3 separate regions of the Mus musculus genome follow, and all the other regions are linked to region 2. The links are chromatin contacts, called in public promoter capture Hi-C maps. All regions are on one chromosome and are shown on one strand. The core of a region is the stretch at or near the end of the contact, and the rest is flanking DNA. Distances in the headings are between cores, read along the strand shown.

Region 1 (2,844 bases), core at 187-2,686, 2.5 Mb after region 2:
TAAGTTTAACGAACCACAGGTAGTCAACCATCAGAAGATCACGTCTTAGTACCACCAACTCCTCACCATGACCAGTTATTTCTGAGCCTTAATCACTTTTTCTGTCTGTAAATATTAAACGCCCACATTGCAGAGTGGCACTCTTTGAACCTCTCCTGATGCTACCTAATGTCTGAAGTGTTCTTTGCTAAAGGTACTCTAAGTTGTCTAAAGCTTTCTTTTAACACTAGCTATTACTCTCAGCAATATAATGGTGTAAGAAAATAAAAGTAAGTACATTTTTAACCTGTCAGTATGTGATGTGCGTATGTTTGAATATTACAATGTGGGCACCCCACATGAGGAGGTCTTTCCTTGTTGTCCACCTTGTTTAATCAAGGTTCTGAATATACAGCAGTATTATGTATGCTAAGATAAGTGGCCAGGGAGCTTCCAAGGACTCTCTTGTCTCTACCTCCTATCTCATAGTAGGAACACTGGGATTACAGATTAATGCTACTAAACACAGCATCATGTGTACTCTGAAGATCAAAAATCAGGTCAACACAGTTGCACCATTGACCCACTAAACCCCCTCCACAGACGAAAAGGGAATATATTTTTGTTTTTCCCCCCATATCATCTATAATACCAAAACTTTTAATAATAAATGATAACAATAGTATATGGTTCCAGGATATACAAAGCAACATATCAAGACCCCACCCCACTCCCCCAAAAACCCTAAATAAATGAATAATACTAGTAGCAGATGAAGTCCTGTGCCTTCCCTCTTGGGATGTAAGTCATCCTTTTGTTTAGTGTGTCCACACTGTATATATTACCTACCTCCATTTCTGTGACCACCTCCGTTATCAGATCAAGTGCTGTACTGATGAAATACTTATGTTCAAGTAACATTTTTATTATAATAAGGCACAAATTTTAGTGTGGCATGTTATGGTTCTTCTAGCATTCATCACTAATGTGCCTAATTTATAAGTTATAATTTACTGTGTGTAGAAAAAAAACATAATATGTAGAGTTTCATCTACAGTTTCAGGCATCCCCTGGGTGTGCTGTAATGTATAGAATGAAGATTTTTTAAAAGACCACTATGTCAACTGTCAAATTCATTCTAAACATTGTTCTTATCTCTGAGAAAGTGAATACAATAAAAGATGCAATTCGGAACTTCCATATTGCCGGTCTTTAAACGTCATCCAACGCAAATTTGGATCCTTGTGTATTGCCTTCTTGCTTGAGGGACAAAGTTCTAGAGCTGGCTGCACACACTTGAGATCCTTCTCTGGATCTGACCTTCCCCTTTATCTCAGACTCCGCCTTCCTCATCCGCTCTTGGTCTACCCGTGTACACCCCTGGGCCAGCCCTATAGGGCGGGGCCTCTCCCGGAGACTGCGCACTAGGGCCCTTAGCAGACCCGCCTGCAATTCGCGGACTACGATTGGCTGCTTGCTCTTCAGCTACCTAAAGCTCTTCGGCAGCCCAAGGCTTCAAGTTCACTTTCTCTCACCACTGTAGAATGGGGCCGGCGCCGCGCATCCTGGAACTCTTCTACGACGTGCTGTCCCCGTACTCCTGGCTGGGCTTTGAGGTGACACGGGGGAGCCGCCCGGGTTGTGGTCTGCGAGGCGAGTGCACAGTGGGGCACTGATCACCGGGCTGCAGAAATTCCAGTGGATGCCCTCAGGGTTAGCACAGGGTTCAGGTTCAAGTTCACTTTGTGCCTTTAAACGGACCGAGACTCCGCCAAGTAGGGTCCTGATCCTAAGGTCAAATATTCTCTTTCCACAGACCCTAGAAAGAACAGAGGCAACTCCAATGAAGCTAGGTCAAGTTCGGGGAGGGGGATCAGGGGCGCTAGGATGCTCTACGGGATGAAAACCGTACACTGGAGTAAGCATTCTGGTATCTATTTCAAAGAACTGAGAGTTTTGTCCTATTAAACCAACCAGTTCAGTGTGAAGTCCCCATCTCTGTCCAGCACTTAGAGGCAGAAGACAGCCCTCAAATGCCACACAAGCTCCCCTTCTTATCTCTGCACTTGTAGGTCCTATGCAGATACCAACACCTCTGGAATATAAAGCTGCAGTTGCGGCCCACTTTAATCGCTGGGATCATGAAAGACAGCGGTAAGCATGAAGAAGCTCCACCTCTCTGGGCAAGGAGGGTTGCTTTCTGTGGCCTGAGGGGCCTGTCCTGCACTGAGTATGCAGACCTCAGCCTAAACTAGTAGTTTGCTTTCTACTGGAGAGGTTCCAGTAGACCCTCATGTCCTCTCTCACCAGTTGTCTTAACTCTCCACTGCCAGGAAACCAACCACCTGCTATGGTTCCCCGAAAAGGCCAGTACATCTTCAAAGAGATTCCTCTCCTGAAGCAGTTCTTCCAGGTTCCCCTCAACATACCCAAGGATTTCTTTGGTGAGACTGTGAAGAAAGGTGAGGAGGAGGATGAAGAGAAGACTCGGCAGTTAAGAGCACCGGCTGCTCTTCCAGAGGACCTAATTTAATTCCCAGCACCCACAATGGTGGGTCACAACCACCTATAACTCCAGTTTCAGAGGAAACAGAAATAAATAAGTGAAGAGGGTCAGAAACACTGGGGAATGTAGTGGAGAGCAGTCCAGCTGAGGCTTTCATAGGATATCAAGAAATAAAACATGCTTGTGTGGGGAACCCAGCATCAGCTAGCCAAAAGAGAGGGATGGGAGAAGCAAGAACTGCATAGAGTAAATCCATTATGAGAAACTGGAATTAAAGACTGCAGGTGACGGAGCTTGGGGGAGTGTCTGAAAGAAGGATGAGCTTGGGGGCGTGTCTGAAGGAAGGATGAGCTTGGAGG
Region 2 (2,700 bases), core at 199-2,698:
ATGGGAGCGAGCCAGATCACTTAAACCCACTAAAAACAAGCTAGCACGCAAGCAAGCAAGCAAACAAACAAACAAACAAACAAACCCACGAAGGATATCAACTGAGGTGTGTATGTGCACTGAAAGACTAACCCAAACTGCCAGCAGTGCAAGGGAGCAAAGGGCCAAGTGAAACCTGATGGAATCTTGACAGCTTTGGGGTTCAGGGAGTGAATAGCTTGCAAAGTGTCCAAAAGGATTTGTGAAGATAACAACGGATTACAAGGTGACGGTGCAGTGGAATGAAGTAGAGGCACTCAAGGGGACTAGGGCAAGAGAAGAGCAAAAATGCTCTTCCGTGGAAACTAAGGTTAGAAGCAAGTAGGTACAGTTGAGAAATGAGCGGGGTGGTGGATGAGGATAGAGGTTTACGGGTCAGCAAGGGAGCACTGACAAACAGTATTATTCGGGGATCAGAGACCAGGATGGGAAAAGCTTCGGAACAGTAAAATTTGGGGCTGAAAAAGTAAAGACTACACCAAAAAAAAAAATCATCCCCTGGGCAAAAACCGGTCAAAAGAAAAATCCCCCAAACAAGTAGCAAAGTGGGAAGGGGACAAGGGCCTGCAAAGGGAAGATAGTGAGGAGAGTGGAAAGATGCGCTCCGTCATCCCCAGGATCAGGGAGTAATCGCACACGGCGGTTCCTAGGGCTAGGGGACCAAGGGGTACTGCCCTGGCCACTAAGCTCCATCCTCGACGCCGTCCCTGCCGGCTAGCAAAAAGGAAAACATCTCAGGGATGCAGGGCTGGAAGCCTCAGCCAGGCGTGACCTTCTCCAACCCAGAGTTTCGCCCCCTCTGAAAAGGCTCCAGCTCTGCCCCCACTGCCCCAATCCCATCTGGGTGGGGGCCGGGGAACCCCCCTGGGCCATCGTGTGTGTTTACGTAGCGAGGAGCTACAAGACAGAGGGGGACACTCGGCCGATAACCACCTCCCCGCCGGCTACCAAGCACTGCCGGGGCTCCTTCTGCTGCCTCGGTCCCTCGCATAAACACTGGCCCGCCGAGCCCCTGACGCGCGAGCACTGGGGGGGGATGGCGCCGCCACTCACCTCTTCAGGAATGGCCGGGTCCGCAGCCGAAGAGGCCGCGGCGCCAGCGCCGGCCTCCGGCTCCATGTCGCCATTGAACAGAGCCTGGCCCTGCTCGGCGCCGCCGCCGCCGTCGCCACCGCCACCGCCGCCGCCACCGCCGCCGCCGCCACCGCTGCTGCTGCCACCGCCGCCACTCAGCGCCGCCATCTTCGAAGCGCGAGCCGGGCCGAGCGGCCGCCGCGGGGCGGGGAGGGGGAAGGGAGGCGCAGGGCGGGCGGAGGCGGGCGCGGAGGCGCGGGGGGCGTGGGCGGAGCGGCCGGGGCGGAGGCCACCTCTGGAACCCGCCGGCGGCCCCGGCGCAGCCGAGCCTGAGGGGATTTGGGGGGGGGAGGGGGCGGAGACGACGAGGAGTCGCCGCGGCAACGGCGTCACCCGCATGTCACGGTCGTGACGTCACCTGGGTGCGTGACGTCATCCGAGGAGCACCCTCGCGCCGCTGTCGCCAGGGGAGTGTTCCTTCTCCTCCAACCACCCTCGCGCTCACACGTTTCTACCCGCACAGTTTCCATGGCTCCGGCTTCCTATTTTTTCTCAGCCTGTTCTGTCATGTGGGATTTACTAGAAGAGCAGGGGGTGGTGTTTTAAAGAAGTTAAAATCCTAGAGGGAAGAAGGCCGGAAAGTCTGTAGTACTTATTACTGCCGTTACAAAGAAGCTCTGGGTGTCATAAAAATAAGACCTTAAACGCCAAGGTTGAAACATCAGCCAAGCCAAATTTCATAGAACTGTCTTGGAGCAGCTAAATTCTCAGTATGGTGTTTGTATCCTGTCCCTAAAGGACTTGATCTGTTGAAGTATAAATGAAAATCTAAAGCTGGTCTTCAGGGTATTTATTGCCTAGTTTCAGTCATTTACTATCAATTGGCTCCTTCCATGCACTAGGACCTGAGGAGAACACATGACCATTTTAGACATCTTATGCATCATAGCTAATTTTTATTCCAAAGAAAATAATTTAAAATATTTTGTAGATCCTGACTGATCCAAGGCATTCTCTTCAAACTGTATATGAAAAAAAGAATTGGGAGAAGAGAATTAAATCATCTCAGAGAAGCCCAAGTTGCAGAAATTAAACCCAATTTCTTTATGTAAATTACATGGTTAAAGTACGTTTAACCAAAGAAGGAAATAATGGAGAGAGGAAGTGTGTTAAGAAAAAGAGAAAACAGGAGTGAAAAACAGAAGCTACCAACACTATTCAGGAATTTCCAGTTTAACTCTTGAGTTGAGTTGTCTGTGTGTCTGTGTGTGCACTTCTATTAATGGAAAGGGGGATGGTCGCCACCAACCTCTTTATTGCATTTAGGATGAGTTGAAAGGTAGAAAGCTTCTGACAATAGGATGTCTGCCTATTTGGTCTGATCAGCACAGGCCCGGCAACTGATGCTTTGCTTCAAGGTAAGCAGTGCACGTGTGGCTGCTTGGTGAATCAAAGCATTACGTTCTTGTGTATTGAAAAAAAATGCCACCAATCAAATAGCTATTCTGTGTTTGCCAATGACATTGTACATTCTCTTCCAAGCAGGGACATTCCCCTGAGAGCTACATTTAAGTCAGAAGATGATCT
Region 3 (2,700 bases), core at 3-2,502, 2.5 Mb after region 2:
ATGGAGCTTTTGAGGTGCCAACCTATGAACAGGCTGTAGAGGTGATGGATTCACAACCACAGAGCCACCTCCAAGAGCTGGAGCAACCACCCCCTTACAGCAGTATCATAATATCCCCAGGAGTTGAGGGGGCACAGCCTAGCCAACCAGACAGTCCCAGCACAGGCAGTCTGAAAAGGCGAGTGGGCTCAGAGGGGACAATGACTGCCAGAGGAAACCCTGGAAGAATTCTTCGACTTAGGGGTCCACGAGTTGTGGCCACTGCTCCTGATCTGCAAAGCATGAGAGTGGCCCCCAAACTGGAGCCTAGTACTCCACCTCCTGCCTATGAAATCAGTTTTGCTCATGCTGATGATGACAGTGTTTTCTATGAAGATAAATGGATACTTCCCTAAGTGGTGCCCTCAGAACCTGTGCACTCATTTGCCCAGCATTTCCTAGTGTCTATTGGATCAGAAACTGGTTTTACCCGGACATCACAATCGAGGCCTTCAAAGCAGCGGGGAGTCGGGCTGTGGCATGTCGTTCACAGATAAATGGCACACCTAGATTCTTCTGGAAACATTCTGGAACCTATCTGATGACCAGTATTTCCAGAGTAAGGTGGAAGATGAGAAAGAGATAAGTTACCAAGAGAAGCTGGAGGGATACCTCTGAGTGACTGCTGTGTTTCTTCTATTGTAGACACCAAGTCTCCCTGAGATTCCTGATGGGGTATTACCTACCAAGATAATGAGAGCTTCTAAGGTTGAGGGGAGCTGAATAGTTTGCACAAGAACGGGATGCTAGTAAAAACATAAAAATAACTCGAATCAAATTCCAATTCCAGTGCCTCCTGTTTTCAATACCAAGCAGGCAATCCGCATTACTTTATAGCCTTGTCAACTGGTAGATAAGAGAATGAGAGGACACTTGTGTAGGAAAAGCGCGACCACGAGCTGCCCCAGCCTGGGAGAAGAGCGCCTCCTAGTGCTTTCCGTCTTCCCTGCATCCTGGCCCTGGAAGTTCAAGGCGAACAAGGATAACAAGGGAAGCCCAGCCCCTTTGGTCTCTTGTAGTTACTTCAGGAGGGGTCGGAGGAACCAGGGGAGGGGGCTGCGGTTTCCGCGGGAATCGATAGCCAATCAGGTCCCCGAGTAGGAGAACCCTCGCTCTTTTCCCGCCCCTTCCCGTTCCTTCTAGCGCCTCCTCTCTTCCCATTGGGCTGTGCGAGCCTCAGCGAGCAGTGTGCGCTTGCGCATGTCCCGGCGTGGGTGGGGCTTGCTGGCGTCGGGCGGAGCCGTGCGCAAGCGCGGCGCGGTGGGAGGCTGGGGGAGGGATGCGGGGGCTGGCGCGGCCCAGCGTTTGTTTGTTTTGTGGGTGGTGCGTGTGCAGCCCGGGAAAAGCTGGAAATGGCGGCGCCGAGCGGGAGGTCGCAGTCCTCCCTGCACAGGAAGGGGCTGATGGCGGCTGACAGGAGGAGCAGGTGAGGAGGGCAGAGGAGGGGAGGCGGCCAGGCGAGCGGCGCGGCTTCTTGGCCTGGTGCCGCGTGTACAGGGGCTGCAGCAGCCTCCCTTTGTCCAGCGCAGAGGAGTCTATGAGAGCGATCTTGTCCGTCCCGCGCTACTTCTCGCCTGCGGCATCTCACCTTTTCCAGAGATGCTCCGGCTTTTCCTTCCAGTTCTTAGCTGAGGACTTAAACTCATTTCTCTTTAAAAACCAGAGACTTCGCAGCTCGGCCTTGGGCGCATTTGACTTGGATTGACTATCTCGTGCCCTGCACTGCTTTCTCATATAATAGATGTTTGTCAGAGAGTTCCACACAGGTTTGGGGGATTTGAATCCTTTGAGAGGATTAGATGGTTCCCGTTTCTCCGCCTCCTCCGTCAGTTTCGATGAAAACATTGCACAGGACGACACAATTTTATTGTTTCCTGTCCAGACCTCTAACATTAATATAGAAACGGGAACTCTTACAGGACACGGAATCAAAGCGTTAGAAACCTCTCGGTGTTCTTTTTCTCCATTCCACTTTTCATGGGTGCCCTAAAATTCCAGGTGACTGGAAACTTCGGGAAAGTTCATATTTTAAGCCTGGTAGTTTGAGATAAAAGGAAGTGGCAGGTGTGCGGAGTAGGTGGAGCCTCAGATAAAACACGGTGACGACTGCTTCGTTAAAAATTCAAGCCTGGGACATAAGAGGATTTAGAACTGGAGTCAGTAAATTGTACCTGAGGATGCAATTGTCTAGAGAAAAGCCCCCTCCCCTTTATTTTTTTGCAAGGGTGTCCTAGTGCAGGGCCAGCATTTAAAGGCTACAAGGCTGTAATCCTGGCATCCTGATGCCTGAGGCAAGAGAATCAGAAACTGAAAATGAGTTTGGTCTCCTGGTCTAGTCCTGTCAAAGAGAATGAGGTGTTGGGGGAGAGGTCAGGTGCCCTCTACAGGAAACCGGAACATGGCTAGCCAACTGAAACTGGAGAGAGCAGTAGAGTGGAAGTCGAGGAAATGAAGCCGCTTAAGAAATGGATCTTCCTAATGACCTAAGAACTCTGCTCTACCATTCATTATATACCTAATGATAAACCCAGCTAACAGCTGCTGTATTCATTTTAATTTAACCAAGGTCCTGTATTTATCCCCATTACTGTGTTGTCTTGTAAGGTGATTCTTAACTGAGGTTTTAAATTCATGTAGAGCATGAATTTTAAAACCTCAGTT

Evidence for each region. Promoter capture Hi-C pulls out the DNA fragments that hold promoters and counts their contacts.
Region 1: a contact with region 2 is called in a promoter capture Hi-C map of pre-B cells, with 4 times the contacts expected there. The contact joins the promoter of Gstk1 here to the promoter of Braf in region 2. A contact is called at or near these places in 2 of 39 promoter capture datasets (cranial neural crest and pre-B cells).
Region 3: a contact with region 2 is called in a promoter capture Hi-C map of pre-B cells, with 2.3 times the contacts expected there. The contact joins the promoter of Casp2 here to the promoter of Braf in region 2. A contact is called at or near these places in 2 of 39 promoter capture datasets (the C10 cell line and pre-B cells).

What each region holds. Positions count from the first base shown.
Region 1 is chr6:42,244,499-42,247,342 of GRCm38.p6, forward strand. It overlaps Gstk1 (glutathione S-transferase kappa 1), which reads left to right and starts at 1,437. Exons shown (of 8, transcript NM_029555.2): 1 at 1,437-1,595; 2 at 2,052-2,133; 3 at 2,313-2,441. The coding sequence starts at 1,524.
Region 2 is chr6:39,724,015-39,726,714 of GRCm38.p6, forward strand. Braf (Braf transforming gene) reads right to left here and starts at 1,449. Exons shown (of 22, transcript NM_139294.5): 1 at 1,093-1,449. The coding sequence starts at 1,281.
Region 3 is chr6:42,263,733-42,266,432 of GRCm38.p6, forward strand. It overlaps Casp2 (caspase 2), which reads left to right and starts at 1,253. Exons shown (of 11, transcript NM_007610.2): 1 at 1,253-1,465. The coding sequence starts at 1,392. It overlaps Tmem139 (transmembrane protein 139), which reads left to right. Exons shown (of 3, transcript NM_175408.4): 3 at 1-823. The coding sequence ends at 395.